Linked DNA regions of Sus scrofa: region 2 is linked to region 1. Evidence: chromatin contacts called from public HiChIP or PLAC-seq data. All regions are on one chromosome and are shown on one strand. Each heading gives the region's core, a stretch centred on a gene start, on an enhancer-like site or on the middle of the called end of the contact. The rest is flanking DNA. Distances are from core to core; before and after follow the strand shown. Region 1 holds the start of LOC106510645 (myotubularin-related protein 9). Region 2 holds the start of FAM229A (protein FAM229A).

The links. HiChIP or PLAC-seq counts read pairs in DNA pulled down with a chosen protein or histone mark.
Region 2: a contact with region 1 is called in an H3K27ac HiChIP or PLAC-seq map of alveolar macrophages. The contact joins the promoter of FAM229A here to the promoter of LOC106510645 in region 1. A contact is called at or near these places in 1 of 5 promoter capture datasets (liver), 3 of 47 Hi-C or Micro-C datasets (embryonic fibroblasts, heart right ventricle and skeletal muscle) and 2 of 2 datasets of contacts at active chromatin or transcription factors (alveolar macrophages and skeletal muscle).

The regions. Positions count from the first base shown.
Region 1 is chr6:88,709,362-88,716,472 of Sscrofa11.1, reverse strand. It overlaps LOC106510645 (myotubularin-related protein 9), which reads left to right and starts at 3,625. Exons shown (of 11, transcript XM_021095804.1): 1 at 3,625-3,813; 2 at 3,965-4,284; 3 at 4,465-4,573; 4 at 4,791-4,916; 5 at 5,032-5,205; 6 at 5,697-5,923. The coding sequence starts at 4,100. FAM167B (protein FAM167B) reads right to left here and starts at 763. Exons shown (of 3, transcript XM_005665176.3): 1 at 295-763; 2 at 1-115. The coding sequence starts at 555.
Region 2 is chr6:88,811,743-88,817,986 of Sscrofa11.1, reverse strand. FAM229A (protein FAM229A) reads left to right here and starts at 4,293. Exons shown (of 3, transcript XM_003127761.4): 1 at 4,293-6,244. BSDC1 (BSD domain-containing protein 1) reads left to right here. Exons shown (of 12, transcript XM_005665183.3): 10 at 2,209-2,312; 11 at 4,293-6,244. The coding sequence ends at 4,325.

The DNA of each region.
Region 1 (7,111 bases), core at 2,376-4,875:
TGTCTATAGCGTGGTCAGTTCTCCTTTGTATCTTTGGGTACAGCAATTCCCAGAGTATGGGAGGCCATGCCTTCCCCCGTTTAAGTGGTGGCCCGCAAAGGCAGGGCTCTGTCCTCTAAGCCACAGGAACACAAGGTCAGTAGATTGGATGGACTCCATCTTCAGCAAGCCACAAAAGTGGGCGGTTGCCAGAGACAGGGTCCATTCTCATCCCCTCCCCACACCCAGGGTCTTGGGCCCTAAGGAAGACTACCCCAAGGCCCTCTATAAGGTTGCCCACCCCACCAGACTCACCAGTTCCTGTCGGAGCCACTCAAGGGCAGATTCCATTGAGTCAAAGCCACAGATGGCCCCAGGTCCCTCCGGTCCGGGTCTAGCTTGGGCCTTGCGCCAGGCCTGGCTCTGGACCCGGGCTGACCACTCCAGATATGAAGGCCGCCGTGTCTGCAGCTGCAACTTGGTCGTCAGCGCCTTTACAGAGTCCAGGCTCTCTTCTTCCTCATCCTCCTCATCTTCTTCCCCTACTGCCTGGAATTTCAGTGGCCCCAGGGACATGGTTGGGAGTGAATGACAGGCTGCAGTTCTGGGATTAGGGAAAGCCTGGGAATATTGCCCAGGAAGAGGTGACAGAAGCTGATGGTGAAAGAGATGTGCCAGGGAGTGTGGGATGGTGAATGTTCAAGGTGGGTCAGGGAGGCTTGAATATATCAGAGTGCGTAAGGAGATGGGTGTGGGAAGTGCGTGTGAAAGGGCTGGGATTTTCCTGGACTGCTAACCCAGAAGCCACGTGATGCCCATCCGGGTGGGGGCTGAGGGAGCCCTGCTCCTCTGGCCCCTTGGATAAAATTTATTGTCTTTGTCCAGAAGGAGACACCCAGTTCCCAGAAAGGAAGTTGCTCCAGGATAAGAAAAGCATCATCCACACCAGTCTTGGACCTCTTCCCAAGACCAAGGTTAAGGGAATGGGGAGGGGATAGGAGACTGATAAGCTGTGCCCTGTGTCCACTCATGTCACTGGCCCTTCAGCAAGGGAATCGTGTCTAGATCCCTGGCTCGAGAGTCAGAGATCTGGTTCTGGTATAGGTTCTGTGGGACCTTGGACAAGTCACTGACCCTCTATTGAGACAGACCAATTATTTCAAGCTCTATTCTAAAGAACTTCATGTTCCCTTGGAAATTCCTCAAGGATGATGTGTGGGGCTAAATGCAGCATTGGGCTCCTGGACCTTCTTCTCCCTGCCCCTCCCAGGGCTTCAACCAGAGAAGTTCCCTTTTTAAAACTTTGTGTTGCAATGTAACACACACAGAGAGAAACTTCCATGTCAGAAGTATGTGGCTTGATGAGTTCTTCCAAACTGATTACACTTATATAAGCAGTACCCAGATGGAGCGAAGGAATATTACCAGCATCCAGGAAGTCTCCTTTGTGCTCCTGCCCTATCGCAACTCTTCTAAGGGCAATGTAACCAAACATAGGGCTTGCTCATGTGCCCCAAATGCAAAAAGCCAAGATCTGACTTTGCAACAAAGTAAGGGTTCACTTCGGGGGTGGGGGCAACAAAGGAGTAGGAAAAAAGCCCCAGATCCACTCGAACTTGGTCTTTGAGGGTTAGATTTTTGTTTTTGTTTTTTTTAAGGGGAAGAACAAAGAGGCTGGGATTAATCATCATCTTGTGACGTTTCTGTTTCTGTGACATTTCTTCATTTCCTTTTTTCTTTTCTTTTTTTTTTTTTTTTTTTTTTTTGTCTTTTTGGGGCCGCACCTGCAGCACATGGAAGTTCCCAGGCTAGGGGTCGAATCAGAGCTGCAGCTGCTGGCCTACGCCACAGCCACAGCAATGCCAGATGTGAGCTGCATCTTTGATCGACACCAGAGCTTGCAGCAATGCCAAATCCTGAACCCACCGAGTAAGGCCAGGGATGGAACCTGTGTCCTCGTACTAGTTGGGTTTGTTATTGCTGAGCCACAATGGGCTGCTCCGCGGCATATGGAGTTTCCCAGGCTAGGGGTCAAATTGGAGCTGTAGCCACTGGCCTATGCCAGAGCCACAGCAACTCGGGATCTGAGCCGCTTCTGCAACCTGCACCACAGCTCACGGCAACGCCAGATCATTAACCCACTGAGCAAGGGCAGGGATCGAACCCGCAACCTCATGGTTCCTAGTCGGATTCGTTAACCACTGCGCCACGACAGGAACTCATGTGACGTTTCTTAATTGTAGTTTCAGGCGTCAGGATGTCTCTGGTTTAAGATTATCTGGCTAGGGAGTCCATGGCTTCGGGCTGATGAGCTGTTACCTCATCTTGCCCTGGAGAAACAACTGGAGTTTGTCTGTTAATGACGATATCTAGAATAGCAATTTTAGTACATTAGTGATGTTACTGACAACAGCAATTTTAGTCACCTCACTCTGGTTGATTATTCAGTTAGCACAAGATTATGGTCAAAGGGGACAAAAAGGGGATTAAAGTTTGGATAGAGAGAATCATAAACTCAGTAAGAGAACTTGCTTTTATTTTTTTTTAATTTTTATTTTATTTTGTTTGTTTTTTTGTCTTTTTTAGGGCCGCACCCGCGGCATATGGAGGTCCCAGGCTAGGGGTCTAATCGGAGCTGTAGCCACAGCCACAGCAACGCCAGATCCAAGCCGGGTCTGTGATCTACACCACAGCTCATGGCAATACTGGATCCTTAACCCACTGAGCGCGGCCAGGGATCGAACCCACAACCTCATGGTTCCTAGTCGTTGTTAACCACTGAGCCACAACGGGAACTCCGAAAAAATAAAAATCTTAAAAAAAAAAAAAAAGAAATGCAAAAAAAAAAAAGAGAGAGAGAGAGAACTTAGTTTTAGGGGGACTTGGTTTCAGTGATACTACCCTAATTTCTGACAGCATAGATTCGCTTTGCCTTTTTGTATACTTTCCAGTGTTCTCAACTTCAGCATGGATCAGAATTGCCTGGAAAGCTTGTTTAAGCAGATTGCTGGGCCCCATTCCCAGAGCTTCAGATTCAGTGTATGTCAGGTAGGGCCTGATAATTTGCATTTCTGAGGAATTCCCATCCCAGCTGATTTCAGCTGGTCTGGAATTTTACAATTCGTACTCTTTTATGTCTGATTCCTTTCACAGAGTGGTTCCAACTTTATGTTTATATGATGGGGGGGAGGGTCCACCGATGACTTCATTATTTGAAAGAAGGGTCTTGCACACACACAAAAGCCTGAAACCTGGTAGACCAGAAGGCTCGTTAAAGGCAGGGAGACATTTCTTCTTGGTAATCAGCCTTTAACACGGTGTAGGCATCAGTGTTAAAGAAATATAAGAACACTTGGATGGATGGGTCTTCCAGCTTAAGTGCGTCTTTTCCCAGGCTGAAAACTCTGTGAACGGAACTTCCCTCGGCCATCCTTGCGTCTCAACACCCAATGTAAGGCCCAGCTCGGTGCAGAGTCCATTCATGTTTGGTGGAAGGATGGAGAGACGCGGGATGGGGCTTCTGTACCAGAAGTGGCCCCCATAGAGGGCGCCCTCAGGCAGGGACTTCCAGCTGTGGTGGGGGAGGGGCGCCAGCGACACAGCTGCTTGTGTTTAAGGTGGACCAGGGGATTTTCCCCCCACCCTGCCTCCGCCGTAGGGGAGGATGCAGACAGTTCCCCGTTTCACATCTACCCTTTCTACCCCTTCCACCAGGGTACAGGAGAAAGACGGTCTTTTCCTTTATTTTTTGAAATCAGTGGGAGTGCCAGCTCCCCAGAATTAAAAACAACAGCAACACACAAAAATGAGGTCCTCCGGCAACTCAGGCAGGAGGTAAAGGGCTTTACCAAGGTTATTCTCCCCATTTCACAGATGATGAAATTGAGGTTTCCTTAACAGTTTCTACTAGCCCCAGGGTCTCACTAAGAAGTGTTGGCAATGGGGGGGGGGGGTCCTGTGACGCTGTGTGATCTTTTCCTCCAAGGGGCCTCCTTAACAGCTGTCCTGCCGGCGTCGCCAGCTGCCCAGCCAGTTCCTGTCCCTTTCGGAGTCCGCGCTCACCCGCCTGACGCTCCTAGAGTCTGTCCTCCTGTCGGGCCCCAGGCCCTCCGCTGGAGGAATGGAGTTCTCGGAGCTGATACGTACGGGCCAAGCCCAAGCCGAGCTCCTGCGGGGCTCGGAGACGCCCCCGCTGCGCGGCACGCTCTGCGTCACCGGCCACCACCTGCTGCTGTCGCCAGGGGCCCAGGCGACTCCAGATCTGTGGCTGCTGCTGTTGCGTAGTGTCGACTCCATCGAGAAGCGGTGAGAGACGTGGCGGCGACGTCCGGGTAGTTGGGGAGCGCGCGGCTCCGCAGGGAGAGGGGGAAGGGCAAGCGCTGTTGGAGCTGGTGCGCCCCTGCATAACGTGCGACCCTACGAAACTCCCTTCTCCTCCCCTGGTCGGGGGCGGGGGACATTAAGCCTAAACCCGTACATCTCTAGGGTCGAGGGTGACTCCGGCACCATCACGCTGCGCTGTAAGGACCTGCGAGTGTTGCAGCTAGAAATAGAGGGCGTGGAGGCGACGCTGGACATCGCCCGCTCCATCGAGGTCCGCCAAGGGTGCACCAGAGGCCCTTAAGCTACCTATCCCTTAACGAGGGGGTCAGCGGGGGTTATCGCTCAAGGGGACCCAGCATCCAGTGTTATTCTGGAGCAAAGCTAATGGCAAAGAGATGCAGAGGGTTCTGGAGTAGATGGAGAGGCGAGAGCTGCGGTGCGGAGGGCTGGATTCCAACCTTTCCCAGATGCCTTGACTTCCTTCCCAGGCGCTGTCCTCCCTGGAATCAGTCATCACCTCCTTTCCATTCTTCTACCGTCCCAAGAGCTTGAGATTGGGCGATGCCTGGCACTTCCACCCGCCCGAAAGCTACTACAAGAGAGTAGCTCGCGAGGTGGGCGCGGTCGTGGGGGCCTGGGAATGTGGAAGAGCCGGCCCTGGAAGGGGAGCAGGGACGGGGCACTCACTGGGAGCCCTAGACCTGATCTTTGCTCCTTCTTGTGCCACAGACCAACGCTTGGCGGCTGAGCGAGGCGAACGAGGACTTCAGTTTGTGCCCCAGTTACCCCCGCGCTGTGATCGTGCCTCGAGCGGTGAACAACGATGCCCTGGCGCGCAGCGCCCGCTTCCGCCAGGGAGGCCGCTTCCCGGTTCTCAGCTACTACCACGCTCCCAGCGGAACTGTGAGCCCCGCCCCTCCCCAGACCCCGCCGCTAGAAGCCTCTGCTCCCTCCTTGGGTCTTCTCTGCACTGGTCTGGCCAGTTCGTTGCCCGGCTGTTGCCTGGCGGCTGTTGCGGGGCTCCGGCTCTATTCTGGCTCTGCCCCCCTCGGCTCAATCCTGCTTTCACCGACGCGGACCCCGCCCCTCTCTCCGGTTTTCGGAGCCTCGCCTATGTCCCGCCCAGACTTCGGCTGGTTTGGGCCCCCTGGAGCCTCGTCCCTCCTTTGTCAACCCATGACCCACCCACGGTCTACCCATCAGGTCCCTACCCACTCCGGCCACAAGCCACCCAGACCTGGGTCCGACGCCCATGGGCCTTCTGCGCCCCTTCCGGCTCTAGCCCTGCTCCAGTGTGTATGTAGCCCTGGCCTAGGGACCCTATGAACAAAGTCCCTGAACCAGGGCTAGGTGGGTAAGGCTTCCGGAGCCGAGTCCTTGTTCCTTGTTCGCAGGCGGTGCTACGTTCCAGCCAGCCCCTGACTGGGCCTCAGAAGCGGCGTTGTGCTGAGGATGAGGAGCTGCTGCGAGCTGTGCTGGCGGGGGCTCGCCCTGGGGCCCAGGGTTTCATCGTGGACACTCGCTCGACCCAGGCTGCCAAACAGGCGCGCATGACTGGTGGCGGCACGGAGTCCAAGGCTGCCTACCCGGGCTGGAAACGGCTGCACCGGCCCCTGGAGAGGTAAGGAGCCTTCCCACCCTCTCCTAACCTCTCTCCTGCAGGACTTTTCATGGTTGTGGTTGGGGGACGGGTGTATTCCAGAAACCTTGAGGTCTGACTGTTAGGTCTCTCCTGGAAACCATCCTGCCAAGTGGGCATCCCACTGACGGAGCCCATGCCTCTGTAGGCACAGCAACTCTGTGCCTAGAAAAAAGTACCTCTTTAAAACTCTTTCCTGGTTTTTCCAGGAACAACCTCACCACACAAACACACACCCCTCTGCACTGGTCCCAGCCCTGCCCTGAAGGCTCTGCCCACACAGCTGTCATCTGTTCCCTCTGTCTCCAGGTGCTGGTAGCACCACGAGGAGATCCTGAGGCAGTTTTTGTGCTTTGAGGAGAGTGGACTGCTTCCTTATCCAGAATACAAAACTCTGTTTATTCATTTATTCAACCCACATTGACCCGGCACAGAGGCTGAGATGGTGGCCAGCCCAGATGTGGCTGGAAGATCAGCAGTAAACAGGCAGCTGGAATTCAGTGTGGTATGTAGCAGCACAGAGAAGGCACCTGTCTCTTAGGTCATCCAGAGAAAGTTTCCCTGAGAACAGGATGCTTTAGCTGAGACCAGGGAGGAGGGGTGAGCCCCGGGCGGGGGTGGGGGGGACACTCCAGGTGGAAGGCGCTGCAGGTGTGTGGGGCAGGGAGCCCAGTCATCTGTCCTGGTTTTGGAACTGTGTGCACCTCAGTGTGATAGGAGTGTGGAGTGTGAGGAGGAAGCAGAGAGGGACAGATGGAGGTGGAGAGGCTGAAGGGGTGACAGAGCCCAGAGCAAAGGTCTTGTACGCCATGATTTTGAGCTTAGATTTTACCCTAAAGGCAGAGGGGAGCCACTGAAGGCTTTCAAACAAGGCTGACAAAGTCTCAATTAGATTTTCTGGCAGGAGGTTACTGGTGATCTAGAGCAGAACGGTTCCTGGGAAGTAGGAGCAGATACCAGAATCCCAAGAGCATCGTGTTGTCTTGTCCGGGGGGACTGTGTCAGACTGGGGTACTTCAAGGGTACTGTGACACCTTCATCAAATTGGGGGTTTCCCAGGGCATCCTCTGTTTCTTCAGAGGGCTAGGTGACCCCTCCCCAGGTATTGTTCTTGCCCCCCCAATAGACTAGGTCTCCCCAAAGGGTCTCCTCCACCAGACTGGGGAAGCC
Region 2 (6,244 bases), core at 3,044-5,543, 100 kb before region 1:
CCACAGATGCAGTATATGGAAGTTCCCAGGCTAGGGGTGGAATCATAGCTATGGCTGCCAGTAACGACATATCTGAGCTGCAGCTCACAGCAATGCCAGAACCCACTGAACAAGGCCAGGGATCGAACCCACATGCTCATCGATACTAGTCGGTATCTCTTCCACTGAGCCACAGTGGGAACTCCTGATACTAATTTTAACAATGTTGTATCTCAAACTGCAGGCCGAGGTCTACACAGAATTATCCGGGTACCCATTTATAATACAGAAATCTGGGCCACCACCTACACGAGCTAAATCTGAATAAGGGGATGGGAGGGCAGGAATCTGCATTCTAATAGCTCCTCCAGTGGGAATTGGGATTCCACCCGGGTCTGCTTGTCTCTGCTTATGGTTAGCTGGGTGGCTAAGGGAACAGTGCAAGGCTACTTACAAGGAGCGTCAGGGTTGGGGGTGGAGGGCGCGAGGGGGTGTGTGTCTCAGAGCCTGGGACCCTGGTGAGGAACAACCTGGAAAAGATGAAACAAAATATTTACAGATGGTGCCATTGGGAGATCAGAGCTTACTCTTTTTTTTCGGGGGGGGAAGAGATTCTCAGGCTACAGGGTCGAATCAGAGCTGCACCTGCCAGCCTATGCCACAGCCACAACAACATGGGATACTTTAACCCACTGAGTGAGGGCAGGGGTAAGACCTCATGGATACTAGTTAGATTTGTTACCTCTGAGCCACAATGGGAACTCCAGAGCTTACTCTTTTTAAAGGTGCTTTAAAAAAAAAAAAAAAAAAAGAAAGAAAAAAGATTACAAAGTAATATGTGTTCATTTTAGGGGGAAAAAAAGAAAAATTTTTACCCCATGACCTCATCACCTAGAGAGAACTATTCATATTCTTGTGAATATTTTGCTCATCCTTCCTATTTGTGTGCATGTATCTATGAGCATATTTTTTAAATGGAATCATACTACGTATATAGGAACTATCTTTGTAGTTGTCTTCTTAGTAAAAACTTCTACATGTACATTTTTTTATATTGCCTGTAAGAAGCCATACCCAAATATGAATGTTTGGAGCAGTGGTTGGCAAACTTCAGCAGCATCAGAATCATCTAGCGCAGGAAGGAGTAAATGTTTTCCATACAGAGCCAGGTCAAAATATTTTAGGCGTTGGGGATATACAGTTTCTGTCCCACCTCCTCAACACTGTTGTTTCAGCATGAAAGCAGTCATAGACAATATGTAAACAAATGGCCATGGCGTGTTTCAAAATTTTATTTTCAAAAAACAGATGGTAGGCTGGACTGGGTCCACAGGCCATAGTTTGCCAACCCCTGATTTAGAGAAAGGGTCCATGAATATTTATTGAGTACAAACTATTTGTTCTAGTCACTTGGAATGCATAAGAGAACAAAAGAGTCCTGTCCTCGGGGAGCTTTCATTCTGCCTCCTCTATTACTAGACAATAAGCATAGTAAATCTGATTATGTAATACACTGGAAAGTGATATAATGGAAGAGAGAACCACCAGAGCAGAGTGAGGGGGGCACGGTTGCCGTTGAATGTTGGACAGTCAGGGTAGGCCACACTGAGATGGTGAGATTTGAGCAAAGGTGTGAAGGAAGCAAACAGGTTAGCCTGTGGATATCTGGGGAAGAGCTCCAGGTACAGGGAACAATCTTTGCAAAGGCCCCAGGTAGGAATGTGCCTGGTATGTTTCAGGAGTAGCAGGATCAGTGTAGGTAGAATGGTGTGACTGAGAAGGAAGAGGTTCATTGTTTATTTCTTCCAGAAGATTTCCATGGCCCCCAGGGAGCTTCTGGGTCAAAGTGCTTCTCCACTATTGGGTAACTGTTTTGCCATGTATATAAACGTTCTATAGCCTAAACTTTAAACGCCACATAATGTTTCATCTTATGACTGCACCATTTATTTTTGTAATTTCCTAGCAGTGGACTTTCAGGTGGTTTTCGAAGTTTTCATTACTGTAACAGCAAAACAGTGAATATTCTTATGGTTATGTTTTTTTACCAAATCCAAGATTCTTCCTTAGAATAGATTCCTAAAAGTGGGATCACTGAGCCAGGGAAGGGAGAATGTTAAGGACCTTTGAGGTGTATTTCTCAGGCCCTTGTAAAGGGTGCTGTCAGCCCCAGCCACAACCTCTTCACATACCCCTGCCTGTCTTTCACACTCTGGGTCATCGTTCTAGGCTCAAGCACAGACATCAGCGAGGACTGGGAGAAGGACTTTGACTTGGACATGACTGAGGAAGAAGTGCAGATGGCACTTTCCAAAGTGGACGCCTCTGGGGAGGTGAGTGGGCCTGATTGGCCACAGGGAGGCAAGCCCAATGATCCCAGGTCTCAGGACTCGCCCCACCAAGCCCAGGTGTCCCCTCAGGATGGGTCTTTGCTCCTAGCTAGGTGGCAGGCTTTCGGGAAAGGAGCTCAGGCCTCCCACTCAGGCCCAGAACAGTTGTGATCAGCAGGCTCTGCCTCCCCTCGATTCCAGGGTGGATGGCTGGGAGAGTACTTGACATTAGCTCCTGTCAGAATTACCTGGGGAGCTACTAAAAAATGATTTGCCATCCTGCCCCAGATCTTTTGATTCATGGTGGCCAGATGGGGGGAACTTGAGCAAACTCCTGGCCTTGGAGACAATTTGACAGTGTGATCACTGAACCTGAGCCTCTGTGGCCTGGCATTGATCACTGTAATCTCATACACTGTGATAGATGATGCATGTGCACACTTGAGGCATAGTCCCTGGGAAACATGGGAGCACTGGTCCATGTTCCTGAAACCACCACAAAAGCCAATCCAGTTATAAGCTCAAAGGCCTATTATTCTAAACCACTTCTCAGGATCAAGAATGGGTCGTTTTGAATCAGAGCCTGGGGATGAAGCTCTCACAGCTAATAAGGGACAGGATTGAGGCTCCAGTCCACACATGTGATTCAAGTCATTTTATATCCACTGTCACACAAGAACCACATGGTTCCTTCCATCATGTAGCTCAAGAACCTGCTCTAAAGAGGCGAACAGATTAGAGAGATGGGAAGGGCCTTATTTTTCATGTTGGGAGACTGAGGCCTGGGGGCAGGTAGTGACTATGCAAGAGTATTTTACACCTGTGACCTCACTATACTCAGGATAGAGAAGGTCTTGTGCCCTCTCATGCCACAGGGCCTTCATGTCTTTGCTGTCTTCGAAGCCCTTTTTTGGTTTTTGGTTTTTTTTTTCTATTTTGGCTGCCCTGCGGCATATGGAATTTCTGGGCCAGGGATCAGAACTGAGCTGCAGTTGTAACCTAAGCTGCAGCTGCAGCAACGCCAGATCCTTAACCCACTGTGCTGGGCCAGGAATAGAACCTGTGTCCCATGTTCCCAAGATCCTGCTAATCCCATTGTGCCACTGCAGGAACTCCTTTGCAGCTCTCTTTATTTTATTTTATTATTATTATTATTTTTTTTGTCTTTTTCTATTTCTTGGGCCGCTCCCACGGCATATGGAGGTTCCCAGGCTAGGGGTCCAATCGGAGCTGTAGCTACCAGCCTACGCCAGAGCCACAGCAACACGGGATCCGAGCCACATCTGCAACCTACACCACAGCTCACAGCAACGCCAGATCGTTAACCCACTGAGCAAGGGCAGGGACCGAACCTGCAACCTCATGGTTCCTAGTCGGATTCGTTAACCACTGCGCCACGACGGGAACTCTTGCAGCTCTCTTTAAAACTTGACATATGATAATGCAGAACAGAATCACTCTATAACCCATCATACCAGGGATTGCTGCCAACAAGCCAGAAGAGTTGCCTACAGAGACTTCAGCTGGGGATTAGGGAGCTAGAGCCCCAGGTAGAGACCCTGTGAGCCCCTGTAGTCCAGTGCCATGCTTGCTTCTAATCACAGTGCCACTCTCAAGTTTCCTGCCTCTCAGACTCGTGTTCTTAGCTGCTCTGCAGGAGACAAATTTTCCTTAAGGGGTTGACTGACTTAGTTCTTATAGGCAGGGTATCCCCTTGTAGTGTCCAGTGTTGATTGGTAGAAGCTTTCCTTTGAGTCTGGAGCAATCAGAGCAGCCGACTCACCCCCTAGGCAGAGGGCAGCTCTGCTCCCCAGACATTCCTTAAGGCTAGTAGTTCGCATTTATAGGAGGCTGCATATGGCCCAGGGGTGGGGGTTGTGGGAGGGCTTTCCTGAAATGGAGGCAGCTGGGGAGCCTGGGTCTGGGCTTGACTCAGAGGAGTAAATACGTGTTTGTGCTCTCCATTATCCCCTCCCTTTGCAGCTGGAAGACGTAGAGTGGGAGGACTGGGAATGAGGGGAGCCAGAGCACGCAGCTCCCCCGCCACAGCACCTCCCACCTCCCTCGCACGTCTCAGCCTGGCCCTGGAAGACACTGACTAAGACTGTCCCCTAAATGGCCTCTATCAGCCAGAGCTCTGGGGAAATTCTGGGTTGCTCCTTGTTGGCCCTTTAGGCCTCTCCGCACATCTGGGAAGGGGCTCGATAAATCCAAATCAGGAACTCTGACTTGTGCTAACCCTAGGATGACCCGAGGGGGAGGAGACCTACCCCCACCGGAAGAGCTTACATTTTTCTGCTGAATGCCCTCTGTTCCTGGGTACGCTTGCTAGGAAGTCCCAAGGGATAGCCCTAGCCCATCTACCTGTGTAGACAGAGGCTAAACCACCAATCTCTTGGAGGACGCCGAGACAACACACTCTCACCTACAAGCAGGCAGGGAAGGCCGTGCCACCTGCCTTTGGCTAGACAGGGATGCGAACACATTTCAGTTCCTATCCCAGCGGGTAAGAGGCATTCGCTTCTGGGACATTTGCCTCTCTTAGGAATCTCCCTCCCAGGCATTTTCCATTCCTGGAAAGGTTCCTTGTGGTTCAGAATCTAGAGACCAAATTTTGAGTTCCCGCCTCCCTCCTTTCACCCAGTCCAGGTTGGTATGTCCCCAATGCCTTTCCCAAGGCTTCTTCATGTCAGATGCACCCGAGTCCTTAGCCCAGCTGTGCCACCTGCAAGAGTCTGCTCTTGCTCCTCTTCCCCTCCCCAAGAAGGGAGGGGGCCACTTCAGGCCCTTCCATGCGTTGACTGGCAGGATACCTTGTCCAACCAGCTACCCACCTCGACTCCCCTGTAGCTTAGGACACAAGCCAGCTACCAGCGGTACAGAGCAGTGATCAAAGCCGAGTACTTACAACTCTGGTAAGCCCAGCTTCTCCGCCGCAACCCTTCGGTTTCCTGAAGGGATATGTTGGGGGTGAACTTCTTGAGACTCTCATCAGGCTTCTGCAAAAGCTCTTCTTCCTGAAGGCAGATCCAGTCTTTGTGGCTCTCACCCTCCACACTGGTAAAGCTGCGCCTCTCTTGGGGGAATGAGGGGCTGCAGGAATCCCTGGAGCCCCTGGTGCTTCATGATGCTGCTCTGGTGATTCTTGTACATAATCTGGTGTGTTCACCAATGATTTAAAGGGATCGTGGTCAGGGACGCCAAGAGAGTGGTGGTCACTTCCACTTCAGACCTTCCGTGAGGGGGTGGGATGGAGAGAATGCTTAATCTTTTTTTTTTTTGATGGGATGGGGTTTTCTCTTTGTAATTATTTCTTTAGTTTAATTAACCTTTTGGTTGTTTGTGCAATATTATATATTTTAAATTATAATGCATCTCCCCAGAGTATTTTCTAGCTGGGAAAAGAAAAAAGGAAAAAAAAAGATTCTAACAGCTGTTAGTTTTGTAATTAAAAAAGAAAGAAAAAAGAACTTTTTCCTGAACCTTTTCCAGATTTGCCGTTAACAGCATTAAAGAGATTCAACAGAAGCTGGAAAGTGTCTGGGGGTCTGTTCTTGTCCCCACAGCAACTGCCTAGAGCCAGAGCAGGGTGGCTTCCTACTTAGAGCCTGGGGGAGGGTTGTGGTGGGAGGTAGCCTGGGTCCTGAGGAAGTCCCTTGTCCTCATCCCAGACTCGGCTCGGCCTTTGGGATGAGGAAGGGCCAAGCCCCCAGCAGGCCTCTCACCAAGACAAGGAGTCAAGAGGCTGTTCTGCATTCCCAACGCTTCTGCTTTTATTTGGAAAGGAAGTTGCAACAACAGTTTTTTCAGTTGCTCTTGGTCATTTTTCTCCTGTCCTCCCCCTGTACGTGTATGATTCTGGGGACTGTTTTTAATTAACTTTAGTTAAACACCGGTATGAAAATCACTTGTCAGCCGTAATAAAAGGGAAGTCT